Regions from separate parts of the Sus scrofa genome. Here region 1 is linked to region 2. A link is a contact called in public HiChIP or PLAC-seq data. All regions are on one chromosome and are shown on one strand. Each heading gives the region's core, a stretch centred on a gene start, on an enhancer-like site or on the middle of the called end of the contact. The rest is flanking DNA. Distances are from core to core; before and after follow the strand shown. Region 1 holds the start of FOLR1 (folate receptor 1). Region 2 holds the start of NUMA1 (nuclear mitotic apparatus protein 1).

Region 1 (6,178 bases), core at 559-3,058, 83 kb after region 2:
GTTTTTGTTTTTTTCAGATGTATACCCAGGAGAGGAATTACTCGGTCATATGCTAGTTCTATTTTCAATTTTTTGAGAAACCTCCATACAGTTTTCCAAAGTGGCTACACAATTTACATTGCCACCAAAGGGAATGAGGGTTCCTTTTTCTCTGTATCTTCATCAACATTTGCTACTTGTGTTTTTTGATGGCCATTCTGATAGGTGTGAGGTGATACCTCACTGTGGTTTTGATTTATATTCCCTGAGGATTAGTGAGGCTGAGCATCTTTTCAAGGGCCGTCTGCATGTTTCCTTTAAAGAAACGTCTGTTGAGGTCTTTTGCTCATTTTTCAGGCTGGTTGTTTGTTTTGTTCATGTGAAACTGTATGAGCTCTTTCTATATTTTGGATATTAATTTCTTATCAGTCATATCATTTGCAAATATCTTCTCCCATTCAGTAGGATGTCCTTTTATTTTATTGAAATGAAACCTTCCCTGTGCAAAAGCTTTTAAGTTTAGCTCCGATTTGTTTATTCTTGATTTTTTTTTTCTTTCGCTTTAGGTGACAGATTCAAAACAATATTGCTGTGACTTACGTCACAGAGTATTAAGCCTGTGTTTTCCTCTTAAGAGTTTCATGGTTTCTGGTCTTACATTTAGGTCTTTCATCCATTTTGAGTTTTTTTTTTTTTTCTTTCTTTAGGGCTGTACCTGTGGCATACGGAAGTTTTCAGGCTAGGGGTCGAATCTGAGCTGCAGCTGCCAGCCTAGACTGCAGTTCACAGCAACACTAGATCCTTTTTTTTTTTGTCTTTTTGCCTTTCCTAGGGCCGCTCCCGCGGCACATGGAGGTTCCCAGGCTAGGGGTTGAATCGGAGCTGCATCCGCTGGCCTACACCAGAGCCACAGCAACGAGGGGTCTGAGCCACGTCTGCGACCCACACCACAGCTCACGGCAACACTGGATCCTTAACCCACTGAGCAAGGCCAGGGCTCAAACCTGCAACCTCATGGTTCCTAGTTGGATTCGTTAACCCCTGAGCCACGACAGCAACTCCCAACACCAGATCCTTAACTCACTGAGCAAGGCCAGGGATTGAACCTGCGTCCTCATGCATACTAGTTGAGTTCATTACTCCTGAGCCACAACAGGAATTCCTTGAGTTTCTTTTCATATATTGTGTTAGACAATGTTCCAATTTCATTCTTTTACATGCAGCTGTCCAATTTTCCCAGCACTACTTATTGAGGAGGCTGTGTTTTTTTTTGTTTGTTTTTGTTTGTTTTCCTTCTCAGGGCCGCACCTGCAGCATATGGAGGTTCCCAGGGTAGGGGTCCAATGGGAGCTCTTGCTGCCAGCCTACACCACAGCCACAACAATGGAGGATCCAAGCCACATCTGCGACCTACACCACAGCTCGTGACAAATGCCGGATCCTTAACCCACTGAGCGAGGCCAGGGATCCAACCTGCAACCTCTTGGTTCCTAGTCGGACTGGTTTCCGCTGCGCTGTGACTTGACTTGACCGGAGAGACTGTTTTTTCTACAGCGTCTCCTCCTGCCTCTCTTTTGTTGTGGTGTAATTGACCAGAAATGCACACACCTTCCTTCTCTCACTTAACAATACACTTGGAAAGTTTTGCATTTTCATTTATCAAGGGCCTTCTCATTCTTTTTCACCAGGTTAAATCTCATGGGGTGTAGGACTATATTTCTTTAACTGGCCTGAAACTGAAAGACAAGCTGTTTCCTAGACAAAGACGCGGCCTGCCCTGACAGAGGCCGGGTCAGGATGACTTAGAAAAGGGTGTGACGAGTCAGGGAGACACTGCTTCCGAGTGGGCCTCCAGGTGGGCCTCCAGGAGGGCCGAGGCAGAGGTAAGGGCAGGACCGGGAGGAAAGGTGCGGATGGGAGGTAGGAGGTGAGAAGCAAGGTAGGGCTCCCCTGGTCTCCGGGGATCCTGCTTTCTCTGCGGACTCTGGCTCTGGTGCCCCCACCCCCACAGCTCGGGCTCAGTTTCTCCTCCATGTGACCCTGACCCCCCGGCCTCCGCTTTGTCTAGGCCTGGCTCTGCCCTGGGAACTTCCCAAGACCCCTCCGTGGGGGTGGGAAGATGCAGGGGCTGGGGGCTGCCCCTGGGGATCTGCGCTCTCACGGGCTTTCCACATACCCCTCCCCCTCCTCCAGGCTCCCCTGGCATGTGGTCCAGGACCTTAAGCAAGAACCCAATGGCTGAATGGCCTTCACATCGCCCCCCCCCCCCAACCCCCGCCCCGTCAGCTTCCCTGTCTGCCTCACCAGCCAGTCTCTGGGTACCTAAACCTAAGCTGCCTTGGGCTGGCGGGAGGGCTGAGGAAGCAGAAGCAGAGGCCGGCCAGCGCCCCTCCTCTCAGTCTGCAACCCCATCAGCAGCTCAGCAGAGGTCAGCCGGTGGTTCCTCTTTTTTTTTTGCTATGGAACTTCTACAGCTAGGAGTTGAATCGGAGCTACAGCCACCAGCCTACACCACTGCCACGGCAACGCCAGATCCAAGCCGCATCTATGACCTGCACCACAGCTCAGGGCAACGCCAGATCCTTAACCCACGGAGCGAGGCCAGGGATCACACCCGCATCCTCATGGATACTAGTGTGGTTTGTTAACCACTGAGTCACGAAGGGAACTCCCTCTGTGGTTCCTCTTATGCAGGAGCCTCTGCCTGTGGGTGAAGCACTGGCTGGCGAACTCCGGAAGGGGAGGTCCGGAGAGGTGGTGCCTCCCCCCGCAGCAAAGCTCAGACTGCACTGTCCTCAGGTGGCAGTGGTGTCCTACCACTTGGCACAGACCTCCACGGGCCCTTCATCGCTTGGCTCCACTGTGCTGTGGGGTAAGCGGCGCGGGGAGGGACGACGATCTGGGCTTGGAAGGGAAACAGGAAATCTGGCCAAGAAGCTTACGGCAGCTTTCTGGCAGAAGTGGATCAACATGGCCTGGCGGCTGACGCTCTTCGTGCTCCTGGGTTTGGTGGCTGCTGTGGGGGGCGCCCGGGCCAAGTCGGACATGCTCAATGTCTGCATGGATGCCAAGCACCACAAGCCAAAGCCAAGCCCGGAGGACAAGCTGCACGACCAGGTGAGGAGGGAGAAGGGCCTGGGGTTGGGGAGGGGGCTGGCCCCCAAAAGGGAAGAAGGCAGGGGGTTGGAAAGAGCAGCTTTGGGGGTGATGGAGGCAGGAGGGTGGCTGAGGTGATCTTGGTGGCCCTCTCCCAGGAGGCCACCACGGCGACACTAACGCGGGGACTATTGATCAAGCACCCACTACGGGCCAAGTGTTTTCCTCCCATCTTGTTGGTAAATATGCCCAAAGCGCTTGACAAATGAGGACACTGGCCAGAGAGTGCACAGGGACACGTGGGAACAGAGGCTGGGGATAGGCAGGCGCCAGGAGAGGGGCTGGTGGCACCTTTCCCAACTTTCATGCTGTGCCAGTCCACGGAGCTCAAAGTCCAGGTAGAAGAAGAGGCAGGTCCCTCACGGTCATGATGCAACAAGTATCTACCCACAGGCCAGGTCCCCACCCCCATCAGGTTCTGAAGAGTCAGTGACACGTCAGACAGGCTGCGAGGACCTCCAAGGAGGGCCACTGGCCTGGGCCATGGAGGCTGAGTAAGAGTTTTCCAGGAAGACAAAGCAGGAAAAGGCAGCCTGGCAGAGGACAGCAGGTCCTCGGACGAGGGGTGACAGCACGAGCAGTGGCAAGTCTAGTGTGGCCAGAGCCAAGGATGCTGCTACCATGGAGAAGGGGAGGAGAAGCCTGGGTTCCCGTTTCATAGGGAGGGCCCCTGAAGCAGCCAGGGAATCTGGGCTTCAAGTCGAACCCCAGGCTCATCAGAAATGAGGCTCTTTCATTCTCTCTGGTCCCCTCGTCTGCTCCGCACCAGTCTTTACATTGCCGGGGGGCCGGGGTATGCCCAGGGCAATGCTGTGTGGCACAGGCTGCCTCCAGGGGCTCCAAGCCAAGAGAGGGAAGTCCAGCAGCCCTTGACCTCTGAGTCATTTCCCACAGTTCATTTGTTCTGGGGGTGTGTGTGTGTGTATGTGTTAAAATAACTATAACATAAAATTCACCATGTAAGCATTTCTAAGTGTACCGTTTGTGCCATTAGGCAGATGCACACTGCCATGCAAACATCACCTCCATCCATTTCTAGAACATTTTCATCTTCCAAAACGGAAAGTCTGTACCCACCGCTTCATTTTTAGAACGTTTTAAGTTCTAAGGGGGGCTTTAAAGAACCCTCCACAGCACTTCTTTGCCAAGAGATGGTGCAGATTTGAGGGAGAGAGGTGACTGTAATTCTGAGGGGTGTAGGTTGGAAGGGAGTGGCTGTTTCTGCTGAGCCCCTATAGGCCAGGAAGTGCTTTTTAAAAAAATGTTTACTTTTTGCATTTTTGGGGGGGGGGGCATGCAAGCAGAAGTTCCTGAGCCAAGGATTGAACCCATGCCACAGCAGTGACACCACCAGATCCTTACCGGATTCTCAACCATTAGGCCATCCGGGAACTCTGCTTTTTTATTTTTTATTTTATGCTATTTTAAAAATTTTTGGCTGCACCCACGGCAGGCAAAGTTCCCAGGCTAGGGATCAAACCCTAGCCACAGCAGTGACAACACTGGATCCTTAACCTGCTAAGCCACCAGGGAACTCCTATAGGCCAGGAAGTGCTTTTCGTTATGTTAATTAACTCTTTCAGGTCAGGGATCAGGTGCATGGGGTCTTGCAGGGGATCAAGAGTTGAGGACCTGCAAGATGAGTACCGTAAATCTCCTAGATAAAGCGAAATCAATTGGTGAACGGTTTAGAGATGTACGGAGAATGACGGCTCCCCCAGGTGATGGGTTCCCAGTTCTCCCACGTCCCCTGTGTGACTCTCTGTTCAAAGTCAATATTATAACTGCCTCTACCCCAAAACGAGGGCTCCTCAAGGCCGGGCTTAGAGGCCGCCTCCCCAGCCAGTGTTCCTCTGGGTGACCTACCCGAGGCCCAGGAGCCAGCATGTAGTGGTGACAGCTGTGGTGCGGGAAGGACTTAATCTCGGTGTCGTCCCCTCCCAGTGCAGCCCCTGGAGGAAGAACTCCTGCTGCTCAGTCAACACCAGCCTAGAAGCCCATAAAGACATCTCCTACCTGTACAGATTCAACTGGGACCACTGCGGCAAGATGGAGCCGGCCTGCAAGCGCCACTTCATTCAAGACACCTGTCTCTATGAGTGCTCGCCCAACCTGGGGCCCTGGATCCAGGAGGTATAGACATTGTCCCCACAAGCACGAGCCTCAGCAGAGGGCACGACCCACCAGCCACTGGCCCGCTGGGCGTGGCCCAGGAATTCTGATCTGAGGGTGGTAGAGGCATCTCTTCTCCTGCAGCCCCGGACCCTGTCAAGGCTGCAGCAGCTGAGACCCTGGGCTGACAGCAGCCCCCTGCCCCCCTCCCACCCAGGTGAACCAGAAGTGGCGCAGAGAGCGGATCCTGAACGTGCCCCTCTGCAAAGAGGACTGTCAGATCTGGTGGGAAGACTGCCGCACCTCCTACACCTGCAAGAGCAACTGGCACAAGGGCTGGAACTGGACCTCAGGTGAGGGCCTGGGCGGGAGCTGGGTGGAGGCGGGGTGTGGATGGAATAGATGGAGACGAGGGGCTGTGGGGGCTGGTGGAACCAGAGAAGGTTCTGGATCCAGAGGCCAAAAGCCATGCATCCTCCCCACAGGGTATAACCAGTGCCCAGTGAGCGCCGCCTGCCACCGCTTCGACTTCTACTTCCCCACGCCCGCTGCCCTGTGCAACGAGATCTGGAGCCACTCCTTTGAAGTCAGCAGCTACAGCCGGGGCAGCGGCCGCTGCATCCAGATGTGGTTCGACCCGGCCCAGGGCAACCCCAACGAGGCGGTGGCGAGATACTATGCAGAGAATGGGGATGCTGGGGCCGTGGCCCAGGGGATCGGGCCTCTCCTGACCAACTTGACGGAGATGGTGAAACACTGGGTCACCGGCTAAGCTGTTCCCCCGCCGACCTCTGCTTTCCGCCCACACCCCCTGGGTTACTCTCCGGGTGGCCTCAGCACCCCGGTCATTGGCTCCTGATCTAAGATCCGATGGGGAGCCTCTGATGGCCTCTTCCAATACAATATCCACGTGTGCCCTGTGTGTTATGAA
Region 2 (5,839 bases), core at 295-2,794:
AGGAGAAAATACCACCCAGGAAGAGACAGGGAGGGAATGCATATACTCTTCCCCGCTGCCTAAAAGTTGCCTTAGCCTGATCTGAACATTCTCTCTAGGCTCTCATCAATTCACAGCAGGAAAGATCTCCACAAGGCAGAGAGCTCCAATTCCCTTCCCATCCAAGGTTTCTGGCCACAACACTTGCCAATCCAGAGCCTTAGAAACGCAGGACCTGGCAACAGACCCCAGAGAAAGGGCAGCGTGGTTTAAAGTAAGTAGTAGTATATTTTCTGGAGGCAGTGCCACTCTGGGCACGAGGCTAACTTAATACAGAGATGCAAAAGCCACTAAATAAAGATGGGAAAGCCAGGTTCCTATCCCCTTTCAGCCCAAAAAAGCTCATTCATTTCAAAGCATATGTTAACTAATGGCCACAATACATTTCACACTCTGCACAGGCATCAGGATACAGGGGCAAAATATTCCGTCTCTATCTAGTAGGGCAGACAAATGCGCAGACACTCCGAACACCAGATGAAAAACGCTACCTTAGGGGTGAGCAAAAGAGGGGGCCCAGAAGGGGCAGCATCCACCCAGAGGAGCTCTCTTGCACCAATAACCTTCACACGGTCACATCACTTATGGTCATGAATGTGTACTCTCCGAGACGCTTCAAAGAAACACTTTACCTAATTTGACCCGCACACCCCCCACCCCCCGTCCAACAACCCCAGGAAAGTAGGTAAGGGCACGTAAACTCGTTGTTTACACCACACGTGAAAAAGTGAGGCTCACAATAAATTGACTCGTCCGAGACAACCCTCACTGCCAATAAAGCACCTCCTTCCCACTCAGGCCCCACCCACAAAGACGCCAGTGGAGCCAACCACGCACTGGTTATACAACCCCGGCCAAGCCGAACATAAACCTCAGAAGGGCCCCGCTGTAGTAAAGTGTGACAAAGCTGCGGGACTGTTTAAAAGAGGATCCACATAACGGGCGTGGCACAGCCTCTGAAACGTCGTCGGTGCTCGGGAACTGTTTACTAGTAGTACTACCGCTATTGTTAGCAGTAACGGGCGAGGACCATTACTACAGGAAGCCGCGGCCACAGGCTTTGAGGAAGCTGCACCACCCGCACCCCGTCGCCCGCAGACTCGATGCCACGGACACGCCCCCGAGCAGGCCCTCCCCCGAAGCACGTCCGCCGCCTCCCCTCGGACAAGGCCCTCTCCTCACAACCCTTACCCGCGACAGACTCTCCCCACTCAGCCTCGGTGAGGAACGAGGCCTTCCGTTCGCACCCGTCTCTCAGCACCCCCTTTAGGCCCCGGCTTCCCTGCGGGCGCCCAGGCCGCACACCAGCAGCGGGCCCGCGCCGCTTACCTGGCCGCGCGCTCCCGCTCCGCCTCTCGCCTACCCGGGATCGCCTTCGCCACGGGCTCGCGCCAGCGAGGCGAGCGCACAATTAGTTTAAACTATGGCCCCGCCCCCTCGCGCCGCCCTGCGATTGGTCCGTGTCGGCTGGCGTCGCACGCCCAGGGCACGCTGGAGGACCCGCGAAAAGGAAGTGGGAAGGGAGAAAGGGTGCCACAACTTCCGGAGCCCGGCCCGCGGCTTGAGGGCAAAAGCAACTACAAGTCCCAGCACCACCCGCGGCCTTGGCGCCCCCACCCGCCACGAACTGCAGCTCGCGGAAGGTATCGCGGTAGCGCCTACCGCGCCAGCCGGGACTTGTAGGCGAAGGTGGTTACCATGGAGTTGCGCCGAGTAACGCTGCGATAGTAGGACGCTGAGGCTGGCGGGGAAGCACTTGCGGGTGAGTTGAGCGGGGAGGGGCACGCAGGAAAAACTAAGAACTTCTCTCCTCGGGGATCTGAGACAACCCCGTCTTAACCCTTTTCACAACGACAAGGCACAAACCCATATGGGATAGACGGGCTCGTGGGGGGGGGGGGGAAGGCGGAGATAAATACCCATACAGATGTGGGGGTGCTTAAGATCGCCATCATCACAGAATAGGACCCCCTAATACTACTGTCTCAAGTCCCTGACACATTCTGGAAGATCTGAAACTTCTTCAGATATAGGGTTGGTTTTCCTCTGATCAACAGAAGACCCTCTGCAAGACATGGGAGTGGGATTAGAGCAAATCAAAAGTCTCTAATTCTGGGGATGTAGGAAAATTTCTGGGGCTTGAACGGCCCCTTTCCTTCCAGGCAGGAAGACCCAGAGTAGAGCCTCCTTTTCAGAGAGTCAGCAGGATCTTCCACACATACTTAGGAGGGGTCCTGTCTTTACCTCTTCTCCCTGCACCTCCTCTGTTGTCCGTCTCCCCAAGGTCTGCAATTAGAGCTTCATTCCTTTTCCAGACTTCATGACAGATCCGTTACATCTAGTAACTTACCTAGTGCTTTCACAGCCTCTTTCTTTTGAACTTTGTGAATCCAAGAATATTTATCCCATATCACAGACTGGAAAACCAACCTAGTGAGAAGTAGTGACAGAGGCCACGCACCAAGTCAGTGACAGCTAGGACTAGATCCCTGTTTGCCAACTTCCAGCTAAGTCTCTAGCTTGAGCTTACAGCCTCTCTAGTTTAAGAATGTGTTCAAAGTAGTAGATTAAACTGTCCCAGGGACAGTTTTTAAATGGGCTGTCGTGGGGGGGAGTGAACAATATCAGATTTGCATTTTGCAGGATTACTCTGGTTGCAGTAGGCAAAATGGCTGGGAGGGAAGGCAGAAAGGAAGTGATGGTAGCTCGGACTAGAGAAAAGACATTTAGGAAGCAAAGCTGACAGGTATTTATTCTGGATGGGAAATGGAAGGGGTATTCAAGGTAACTCTTGGTTTTCTGACCTCCGTAATGGTGGGGAGAGGGGAGAACACCGGAAGAGATCCAGGAGTACCCAGAGAGTATGAGTTCACCTGCAGACGTGTTGCAGGCGCCTGTCTTGGAGATAGCCTGGAAGTGGTGAAGAGGCAATTGGTTATACAGATTGGGAGCTCAGAGATGAGGACCAGGCTGGGCTTGAGTAAATTCAAGTGTGGCCTGGCCTGCCAGTGTTCCATGAGCTGTGGTGTAGGTCGCAGATGCATGTGGGATCCGGCGTGCCTGTGGCTGTGGTGTAGGCCAGCAGCTGCAGCTCCGATTCAACCCCTAGCCTGGGAACTTCCATGTGCTGCAGCTGCAGCCCTAAAAAGACAAAACAATAATAATAAAAACTTACCAAAAACTTGCCCTTAAGTATTTTAAGCTAAAATCCATGTCCAGCAGTGCTGGACTCCAAGGTCCCAACTCGGACTCGCTTTGAGAAAAGTACTCAGTCTTGCTCAGAGGCATCCAGCTTGTGGGTGCTCATGTGGGACCGGTCGAGGTGAGAACACGAGCCAGCTCCCCTGTTTCTACAAAAGAATAATGTGCTCTTTATTATGTCTGCAGATTTGATATCCAAAGATTCAGGCCCCCCCAGTCAGCAACCCATGCCCAGCAGGCCAGGCCACACTTGACCGAGGATTCAGCTGTGAAGTGACTCCAGCCAGCACTTCCCCAAAGCGCACATGAGACCACTGCTCTTTGAGAGGAAGACATTCGCTTCCCACTCCTCTGTCCTTGCATGCGTCAGGTCACTAAAAAAAGAAGTGACTTGAACTGTATTAAGCTGACGCTGAATTACAAACTATTAGGTCCACAGCTCTTAAGAGAATTTCGTTCTCTCTGCATACACACTGTTTCCTTGAATCAAAAATTGAGAACCACAGATGCTAAGGTTTCCCCTTTTGCTTTAGATGGCAGAGATTTCAGGGATATAGGCTTAGTATCTTAATTCCCGGTATACCTTTGTCTTCCTTTGTTCTGACTTCTCATCTTTTGCTTCCATGGGTTCACTTCCTGCCTCCGTGCTGGCCAGTCCGGTAGCCTCTGATCAAGAAGCACTGTCCCAAGTGGAACGTGCTGTAAGCGTAAAGTACCTTGATTGTTAATATGAATGGTGTGTTGAATGATATTTGGAATATACTGTGGTAAATAAAACATATTATTAAACTTAATTTCACCTGTTTCTTTTGACTGTTCTTTTTACGGCTACTGTACATTTTTTAACCACATACGTGAAAAAAAACACACATGTGGCTTGCATCCCTGACATTCATTCTGTTTCTGCTGGACAGCTCTGCTCTTCAAATCATGTTTCATGAGGGTGTTATTACTGCACACTACCTCGAATCCTTTGGGAAAGCAAGTCAGGTAGTAAAGGCAAAGGAGGTGACAGCCGTGGATGAAGTGAGAAGGGGAGGTGACTGGGACACATGCCTGGCAGTCTGTCTGTTCTGTGTTTCACGTACCCCTTTAAAGCGTGTCAGCTCTCCTCTTCCCAGGTGAGTAGTGTCCCCACGGCTCTGCCCAGTCTCGAAAAATCCTCAGCTTTCCTTGAGCTAACAGGTCGGAAAGGATCTGCTACGATGATTCACGCCACACTGTAAATGACTGATAGCACTGTGTTCACCCCTCTCAGGAGGTATTTCCATTTCAACAGGGAACAATCCCTGAACCCAAAGGAATGAATCCCTAATGGTGGAGTTTCAGGCGTCAGTGACAGGTGAGTGAGAGTGAGGTAGATGCGGATTTTATGTGTACGTGTGTCTATATGTATATCTATATATACAGCTCCTCTCAGGATGTGGCTGGAAGTGGGGTCTTTGGATGGAAAGATAATGGGGCCTGCAGACAAGCTGAGCAGAGCAGGTGGCAAATCCCCATCAGGGTCAGACTGCAAAGGGCCATCAGACAAGAGATGCAGTGCAGGCCGTCAGGGGTTTGTTAAGCAACAGAAGAGCCCAGCTGATGTCACCAGAGGGTAGGTATCAAGACAGCCTCCACGGTAACGGCAGTGGAGCAGCAGAAGGGCCTTCGACGAGGATCTGGAGACTATGATTGCAGGCCGCAGTGACTCACTGGCTTAACTCTGGGCAAGGGCTTTCCCCCTGGCGTCTCAGCTTCTTCCCCTGGAGGTTAGAAATGGGGGTTATAGCTGTCAGTGAGCCCTAAGGGATGTGAAGGTGCTCAGAGAAGCTGGAAGGGGCCTACAAAGGCAAGTAATAATGAGTGTCTTCAGCCACATAAGCCTGAAATAGTGGCGGGCAGAAAGCAGGGGTTGGGGAGCTTCTGCAGAAACTGAGGACCAAACGCCAGCCCTTCTCTGTCCTCCCAGGCTGAACCCGGATCCCCAGGGCCCGCACTTACACCTGGCAAATGATGGCCTGAGCGGTGAACAAACAGGACAGTATGGACACGTCGGTGCAAGAGCCCCCACTTGACTACTCCTTCCGAAACATCCATGTGACCCAAGGTCAGCCCCCGAGCACAGCGTTCCACTCGCCTTGGCAGCAGACTGGGTGGGGGGAAGTCAGTCTTCTCCTTAAAAGCCTAAAGAGACTCTTCCCACATGCTTGCAGATTTTTTTGGTTGTCCTTTTTGGGAGAAATATTGGGTAGGGAGGTGGGAGCGGAAGGGTTTGGCCTTTTTAAAAATTAGCAATAGACCTGAAAGGAACCAGGGGGCTTTCAGGGAAACCGATGGTCTTCAGAAGAAGTCAGGTGATAGGAAAGTCAGGTGGAAGAAAACTGGGGAGCCGGTCTAAATCAGCCAATAGTTTGTTACTCTCTGCTTTTTTACCTGGAGGGAAGAGGCTCTCCCAGCCAACAGGCAGAACCCTCTCTCCTGTCTGAGGACCCAAGCCTGCTCTGATCACTGGTAAAACACGCGGACTCTTGTTACTAACTGGCAAGGGAGTTCCCGTCGTGGCTCAGCGGGATTACTCATCTGACTCGGAACCATGGGGGTGTGGGTTCAATCC

Evidence for each region. HiChIP or PLAC-seq counts read pairs in DNA pulled down with a chosen protein or histone mark.
Region 1: a contact with region 2 is called in an H3K27ac HiChIP or PLAC-seq map of alveolar macrophages. The contact joins the promoter of FOLR1 here to the promoter of NUMA1 in region 2. A contact is called at or near these places in 3 of 47 Hi-C or Micro-C datasets (epiblast stem cells, liver and skeletal muscle) and 1 of 2 datasets of contacts at active chromatin or transcription factors (alveolar macrophages).

The regions. Positions count from the first base shown.
Region 1 is chr9:6,744,269-6,750,446 of Sscrofa11.1, forward strand. FOLR1 (folate receptor 1) reads left to right here and starts at 1,809. Exons shown (of 5, transcript NM_213830.1): 1 at 1,809-1,862; 2 at 2,674-3,096; 3 at 5,080-5,268; 4 at 5,465-5,600; 5 at 5,733-6,160. The coding sequence starts at 2,950. The coding sequence ends at 6,019.
Region 2 is chr9:6,661,422-6,667,260 of Sscrofa11.1, forward strand. It overlaps NUMA1 (nuclear mitotic apparatus protein 1), which reads right to left and starts at 1,545. Exons shown (of 26, transcript XM_005653665.3): 1 at 1,369-1,545. It overlaps LRRC51 (leucine-rich repeat-containing protein 51), which reads left to right and starts at 1,701. Exons shown (of 6, transcript NM_001282115.1): 1 at 1,701-1,801; 2 at 4,520-4,582; 3 at 5,195-5,332. The coding sequence starts at 5,269. LOC102158722 (a long non-coding RNA gene) reads right to left here and starts at 4,597. Exons shown (of 4, transcript XR_297536.2): 1 at 4,329-4,597; 2 at 3,824-3,939; 3 at 3,215-3,389; 4 at 2,302-2,949.